2 separate regions of the Triticum aestivum genome follow, and region 2 is linked to region 1. The links are chromatin contacts, called in public Hi-C maps. All regions are on one chromosome and are shown on one strand. The core of a region is the stretch at or near the end of the contact, and the rest is flanking DNA. Distances in the headings are between cores, read along the strand shown. Region 1 has its middle 160 kb from the start of LOC123132713. Region 2 has its middle 4.4 kb from the start of LOC123092988.

What was found. Hi-C and Micro-C count contacts between places; a contact is called where the count stands out from the background.
Region 2: a contact with region 1 is called in a Hi-C map of leaf, with 6 times the contacts expected there. The contact joins two enhancer-like sites. A contact is called at or near these places in 3 of 5 Hi-C or Micro-C datasets (all in leaf) and 1 of 1 datasets of contacts at active chromatin or transcription factors (leaf).

What each region holds. Positions count from the first base shown.
Region 1 is chr1B:478,683,659-478,687,012 of IWGSC CS RefSeq v2.1, forward strand. No RefSeq gene overlaps it. Among protein-coding and RNA genes, the nearest start is that of LOC123132713, 160 kb to the right of the region's middle. Within about 2 kb of position 1,608, at least 1 of the 8 cell types and tissues checked has an H3K27ac peak or open chromatin away from gene starts, as enhancers often do. A contact at or near this core is called in leaf, where this site is marked.
Region 2 is chr1B:479,168,839-479,172,192 of IWGSC CS RefSeq v2.1, forward strand. No RefSeq gene overlaps it. Among protein-coding and RNA genes, the nearest start is that of LOC123092988, 4.4 kb to the right of the region's middle. Within about 2 kb of position 1,918, at least 7 of the 8 cell types and tissues checked have an H3K27ac peak or open chromatin away from gene starts, as enhancers often do. A contact at or near this core is called in leaf, where this site is marked.

The sequences.
Region 1 (3,354 bases), core at 358-2,857:
ACGCATATAAAAACAGTTTGAGCCCATATCTACAGGATTAGATTAGTCACCTCCCCCCGTGATCGCATTAGGGCATGAGCTCACTGCCACCAAGTGGCGCGCATTTTAAAACGCAATCAGATTCTCTCGGCTGCACCAATGGAATGGCAGCCATGATTGGGGCCCCGTACTAGTATAACTTATCTCCCCGCCTCGTGGATAGGTGTATCAGTGTGTGTGTACATATTCGTTCGTTGTAAACAAATTAAATTAGCCACTAACTAATCATACAGTGTGTTTGTGTGTGTGTGAGAGAGATCTTGATCCTTGAACAATAAAATAGGTGTTGATTGAGGAGCTGGGGCCAAATAAGATATGCAATGGCAGCATCTCCCGGTTCATGTATCCCCAGCAAGAAGCATCTCTTGTCTGTGTTTGCATACGTCCTGATCTACTCCAAGATCTTGGTGCGTGGGTGGGTGCGACGATGATGGATGCATGCGCTCCGCCCTCCAGATCCTCTGAACCTTCCTTCTGTCCTGCTACATATGTACTCCCTCCGTATGGAAGTGAACTCCACATAGTAGTATATTATACAGAATTAGTCAAGCAGAGTTGTTCCGATGTAGCTAACCACACTGAGCTAGAACCTAGAAGTAACTGAATTTCCACTCTGAAATCATTTTTCCTTCGGACTGCCTGCCCAAGTGACGACCCTATCTCTCCATTCCTTCAACCTGCAGGCTGCAGGTAGGTCGCTAACCTGCCAACGGAGGAGGCATGGCACGGTGATTAGAGTATTCTTCTTCTAACGCTACTAGTAGTTGATTAGCGTCCGTCCAGGAGAATATATATATCCTGGACCGACAATAGGAGCATGACCTTACAACAAACAGTACAGCAGTACACCACTAAGCAGCTGGATCAGGATGTGCGCTCTCTGACGCCACACATGCTGACACGCAGCATTAGAAAGTTTCCCTGACACCAACTGTACTAGTACTAATATAGGCCGAAATCAAATGGGCGTTAGTGATAATAAACATATGATCTTCTGGTTTCTGATGCACAAAAACGCCCAGGCTGGACTAGTACTTACTAAAATCCAGTTGACATCTAAGCATGTGCCTTGATGTGATGCAACCATATCTTACTGTCTATAATAGCTGTTCTCTCTCTTGGACTCTTGGTCTTGGAAGCTATCTATTTCCCCTTTCCCAGCTGAGCTGAGTTCATCTCCTGTTGAAACAGCGGCACAAGGATTTGCAGCTTGGATACATCCTTGGGGCCTTTTGTGAGTGGGTTGGGATTGATCTTGGCGCCACTGTTACCCCCTGGTTCCATGAGGGAATAAAAGCGGTTCACTGTCTGGGAAATGGAGTTGTTATCTATCTGGTTCTGATTGTGGTTGGGAACTTGAGTCAGCAACAAACATCCAAAGGTGATGCTGTCATGCCAGAAGACTGGCCACAACAAGACAGTTGAGCAAAACCCACTCCAGTCATGTCCATTGGTCAGTCGACTAATCAACGTCTGGAGCCCAGAATTCACCATCTCTGTAGTGTACCACATCCCAGATTGATTTATAGCCATCTCTGTCACTGCTTTAGTTAAACTCAGCAAGTGCAGATGTGCACAAGTAAGTGAGAGCTAATTCAAATCCCACCACCAAGTGCTGTCACTGTTCACATCAGTACATCACCACCCACATCTGGACCACTTGGAAGTCTGAGAAGAACAAACAAACAAGCAAGCAGCAGGTAGCAGCAAAGCCTGGGCAGTCCATGAAAGAGCTTTCAGCTGCTTGCCATGATGGTGACTAGTAATTAACAATTGCCAACTACACTAGTAATAAGAGTGGCTTGAGTGCTAGGCAATGCTTAGCTCCCAGTCAACTTTTTATCCTCTCCTCTAGAGGGGCGCCAGCCTTTGGATTAAACTAGACGGGATTAGCAAGGGAATGTTACTTTCTTGGCATCACAAAGCAAGCATGTCTGCTCTAGTTTATTATTGATGATTCCATCAGCAGAACCTAAGCAGCAGTGGTGAAAGAAAGATAGTGGTGGCCGCAGTTTGACCGGACCTAGCTTAGCTGCTACTACTGATAGATCACTTGTGCGTGTTACTTTGGGCCTGCCTAACTCCAGGGAATTTGCGAGCTGCTTTTCACGAGTTAGATTTTCTAGACGAATCTGCAGATGCTGTGCCCACCAATAACTACTATCCTAGAGCAGACAGAATATAAATTCAGAAAGCTACTTCTATCTCGGTGATCTAGGCCCTCCTTCAAAAAGCCAAGAATCCAAAGTTATTATTAGCAATTAGTACAAGATGAGAACTAGGGAATACTAAACAGCATCAAACCAAAACAAAATGCTTGGTCACAAGACAAAATTAGTATCCTTTGCTTCTATTTTTGATGATTTAATAAAGATAGTACTCCCTCCGTAAGGAAATACAAGAGCGTATAGATCACTACTTTAGTGAACAGAGGAAATAGTAAGCAGGACAGGCCTGTTTTGTCCTATCTGAAAATTCTGCTGCTGTTAGTGAAAACATGTGAAGGTGATAATAGAAGAAATGATGGTTTGGTGGGGGAGAGGGTTCAGATCTGCCACATCAATACCTTGTACAGGCAGCTAAACCAACAGCTCTGCGGCGTCAAAGCCACCATGTCCCTCTCACCGAAATATAATGGAAAGAATCTGAGGGTCGCCATCGCCGGACAGAATCGCTGTCATTATGCAATCTTCATGCTAGCTGATAGCCCGGAAATCTCCGGCTTCCGCTTTGTTTATCACTGCCAAAGCAATCGTTGGCATGATTGTTAATCAATCTATCTATGGCTGGCTTTTCCCAACACGAACACCGCCGTACCTACATGTAGCAGCTCTTAAAATAACGGCCACGCCCGATCTCCCCTGAGTTGTATAATCAATTATGGTCATGATGATAAGGCGGAACAAACAAAAGGATCAACGCATGACTTGTCAAGATAAATACAGTGCCGATTTGGCCTTGTTTAATCGGGGAGGTGAAGATTCGCCGTCGACCGGAAATTGTTTTATGACAATGATATGCTATATATATTTTGGAGGAAAAGTGGTCACATGAAAACTTATGGCTAGATTCTTCTCTGGGCCAATAGTATACTCTCTTGTGACCGGAAGCTATTCGATCCGTTGCCTTTGGCCCTGTTTTGCAAACGTTGACCGTAACTTTATACTATCATTTACTTTTATTTGCCAAAATAACAATACTTCAATGCACTTAACTAAGGTCGATGTTATATTAGCTGGAAAATAAAAGTCATACTAGTCGGTTACTGGCGATTTTTCCTTAGCTATCTAGTTTTTTTTAGGGAATCCTTAACTA
Region 2 (3,354 bases), core at 668-3,167, 490 kb after region 1:
CCTCGCCATCGCCACCACGCCGGGCCCCCTCGCCGCCCGCGTTCTCCATCGCCCCCGCGTCCGTCGGCGAGCGCGACCGGCACTACATCCGCGCTGAGATGTGCCGCCGTTATTGTGAGACGAGGACGCCGATCCCCTAGAGCGACGCCCACCTCCCCAACAACTGGCATTTGTCGGCCGACCGCATGCCGATCCTGCCGGTCCCGGTGACCGGCCGTGCGCGCCGCCAGGAGATCGAGCGCCGCCGCCGCCTCCTCCCGGACGACCTCTACTACGACCCCAGGTACGCCCCGACTCGCCATTGTGGGACACCTGGTTCCGCGATGAGCACGACGCGCGGCGGGCGTCCTATTTCGCCGGCACGTCGACGGGGCCACGGTGGCCTGCTCCCCAGGAGCGCGGGCGTAGGGTGGTGCGCCGCCTCACGCCCACGCCGTCGCCGTCTCCATCGCCACCACCACCTCCTCGCATGACGGCGGAGGAGGAAGCCCATCTCGTGCAGCGTGTCATGGAGGACTCCATGCGCACGCACGACGAGCGGCAATGGGACGGCTTGGAGGAGGCCATGGCACTGTCTGCCGCCGGCGACGTGGCCTTCCCGGAGCTGCAGATGGCGGCCTTGACGGAGGAGAGGAGGGAGGACGCCATGGAGGAGGAGCCGGCGGCCGCCTTCCAGCAGCTGGTGGGCACGGGGTGGGCCTGGTCCTGCACTGCTCCGGAGATGGCCGCCGGCCTGGGCGTGGACTGGCGCGCCACTCCGCCGCAGTCACCGGAGTGGGAGGGGTCGCCACGGGAGGAGGTGTTGCAGGCACCTCCCGCCGTCCAACCCGCCCCCGTCTACCAGGCACCGCATGCACCGCCGGCCCACCTGTGGACGCCGCCGGCCTACGTCGACCTCGTCAGCGACGACGACGACACCGGCGGCCAGTGAAGAGCGACACGGCGACGACAACGGCGGGCACGCGCAGGAGCGCGCCGGCAGCGACCGTTTTTTTTATGTTTAATTATTAATGTGACGAAACTGGGCCGTTTTGTGGCCATGGACCCCCTAACTAAGTTTTATCTTTTATTAAACTGAGTTTATTTATTTATTTAGTCATTTTTTATGTTTTCTTTTTTTTATTGTTTTTCTGACACGGACGTGATTTGGGGTGCGGCCGCGCGGTGGGCGCACGCACAACCCAATGAACACAGTCGGACACGGGCGTACCCATCGGCGCCCCAAAGGGACAAAATCCGGCCAATTCGGACGTCCGTTTGGGGTCGTGCGGTGGAGTTGGCCTTACGTGTGAATAAGCTGGTCACAATGGGCAAGAACATAAGCTAGTAACTTACACACTTCCCTAGACTATGTTACTACCTCCATAGTGAGTAGGAACATCTATGTAGTGTCATGCAAAGATGTATTTATTAGGTTATAGACTCGTTGTTTCTTGGAGTGTGTGATGTTCCGGTAACTTAGCTAGTTACCACAAGCACCTCTCTCTTCATTAAATATGTGCCACATAAGCAAAGTTGTATTGGAGTGTGTGATGTTACTCCTAAGTTCCTCCCCATTGTGACCAGCCTAGTTGATACTACATGACACGATGAGCGTGCAAGTTCCGAGAGAATCAGACTTTAGTATTGGCTCCGCTGCTTTATCAATCCATCAGTAAGAAGAAGCTGGAATCCGGGCAACTCGATGGTGATCCCGGTCGAGATGCCGCTCGCGCTCGGTGCGCCCTCTCTTGACTCGACCCAAATCATGCACAGGGTAGGAGGAGTACGTGCCCCGGAAGGTGCACGCACGGACGTACAGTGTGGTGTCGGAGAGAACTGTGGCGTCACGGCAGCACCCAACCTACGGTACGGTACGGGCGGGCCGTGCAGGCCCCGAAGCCGACGGCAACGGGATCGGTGGCAGTCCAGTCCAGCAGGCAGCACCGAGCAGTGGTGTGTGATAGGCAGAGGCAGGCCCACCCCGGGTCTCGCTCGCTCGTCTCTGGTGGTGGTGGTGGCTGAAGGAGCAGGCAGCAGGCGTGTGGAGATCAGAATCTGGTCTTGTCCTCTTGTTGCCGCGCCCGTCCGTCCTCCCGGCCCACGGCCATGCGTATCTGCTTGGATCGGTGCCCCCGAGTCGTTAGCTGTCAAGGAAAGATGCTTCCACGGGCACGAGGAAAGAAAAGAGGGCGAGAAAGCTGGGACGGACGGATGGACGGGGGTGGGCGATCTGATCAGGCATCGTCACTGCGGCTGCCCGCTCGCTCGCTCGTGGCCCCCGCGCATGGCCTGGACCACAGCGCGCGCATCGTCCGTCCTGCCCTGGCCCTGCGATGTGCTCCATCGGCGATGCCACTGTGTGTACTCGCCTCGCTTGCTGGGTGATCTGGTGCGGGTGCGGGTCTTGCTGCGTGAGGTGTCCCAGAATCTCTCTCTCGGTCCCGAGGCTTGGCCCCCGGAGGAGAGAGGACGACAAGAATTTTTCTTCTCTTTTTCTCAGACCGAGCCCAATTCATCCGATTTGCCTGCATTTTGAGAAGCCAGTGCATCTCCGCTGCCAAGATAGACCTGTGCTACTGCCTGCTGTACCTCCCCGCACACAAGGTGCATACGAGGAGCATTTCATTCGAAAAATACAGATAAACATAGAGTACTTTTAATAAGCACACAAAATCCTGCATGTTGATCCATGTCGGGCCACGTTGGGTGGATGGCAATAGAATCCGATTGTTGGTCGACTTGATCTCTATCCAATAATTATAGCTCGTGCAAAACATGTTACCAGGACGTGGAGGTGATCCGCCGACCGGACAACCTTCTTTGTGCCGAAAGCGTCGGAACCCGGTGCGTACTGCTCCTGCGCACTACACGTCGGCGTCGTGCCGTGCAATAGTGCCGCCTCGACCAGCCCATCCAACATCTTCTTTTTTGATACCAGCCCATCAAATTGACCGGGCTTTTTCTTGGTTGCGTTTACGCATAGGAGTCTGGAGTAGCCGAGTGGGTGTCTGTGCCTTAAGCGCCCATTTTAGGCATATATGCAATCGGGCGCACACCCTCCCGCCGCACTGGGCCGGCCCACTTCTTTTTTCTGTTTTTGAAAACGCAAAAAACTTTCTAGTGAGAACCATGTTTCGAACCAAAGGGACACGACTACAGAAGCGTTGGCCAAACCACTCGGCTAACCTACCAATTCGTGTTAACTGACAGGCTTTTAATCTTTTTCTATTTCCTGTTTTCGTGGAAAGAGTTTTTTTTCTGTTTTTCTTTTCTTTTTCTTTCTTTTTCTTTCTTTCTTCTTTTCTGCTAAGCGCGAGATTTTTTTTCAATTTTGTAACTTTATTTCATATCGATGAACTTTCTTTCAAAATT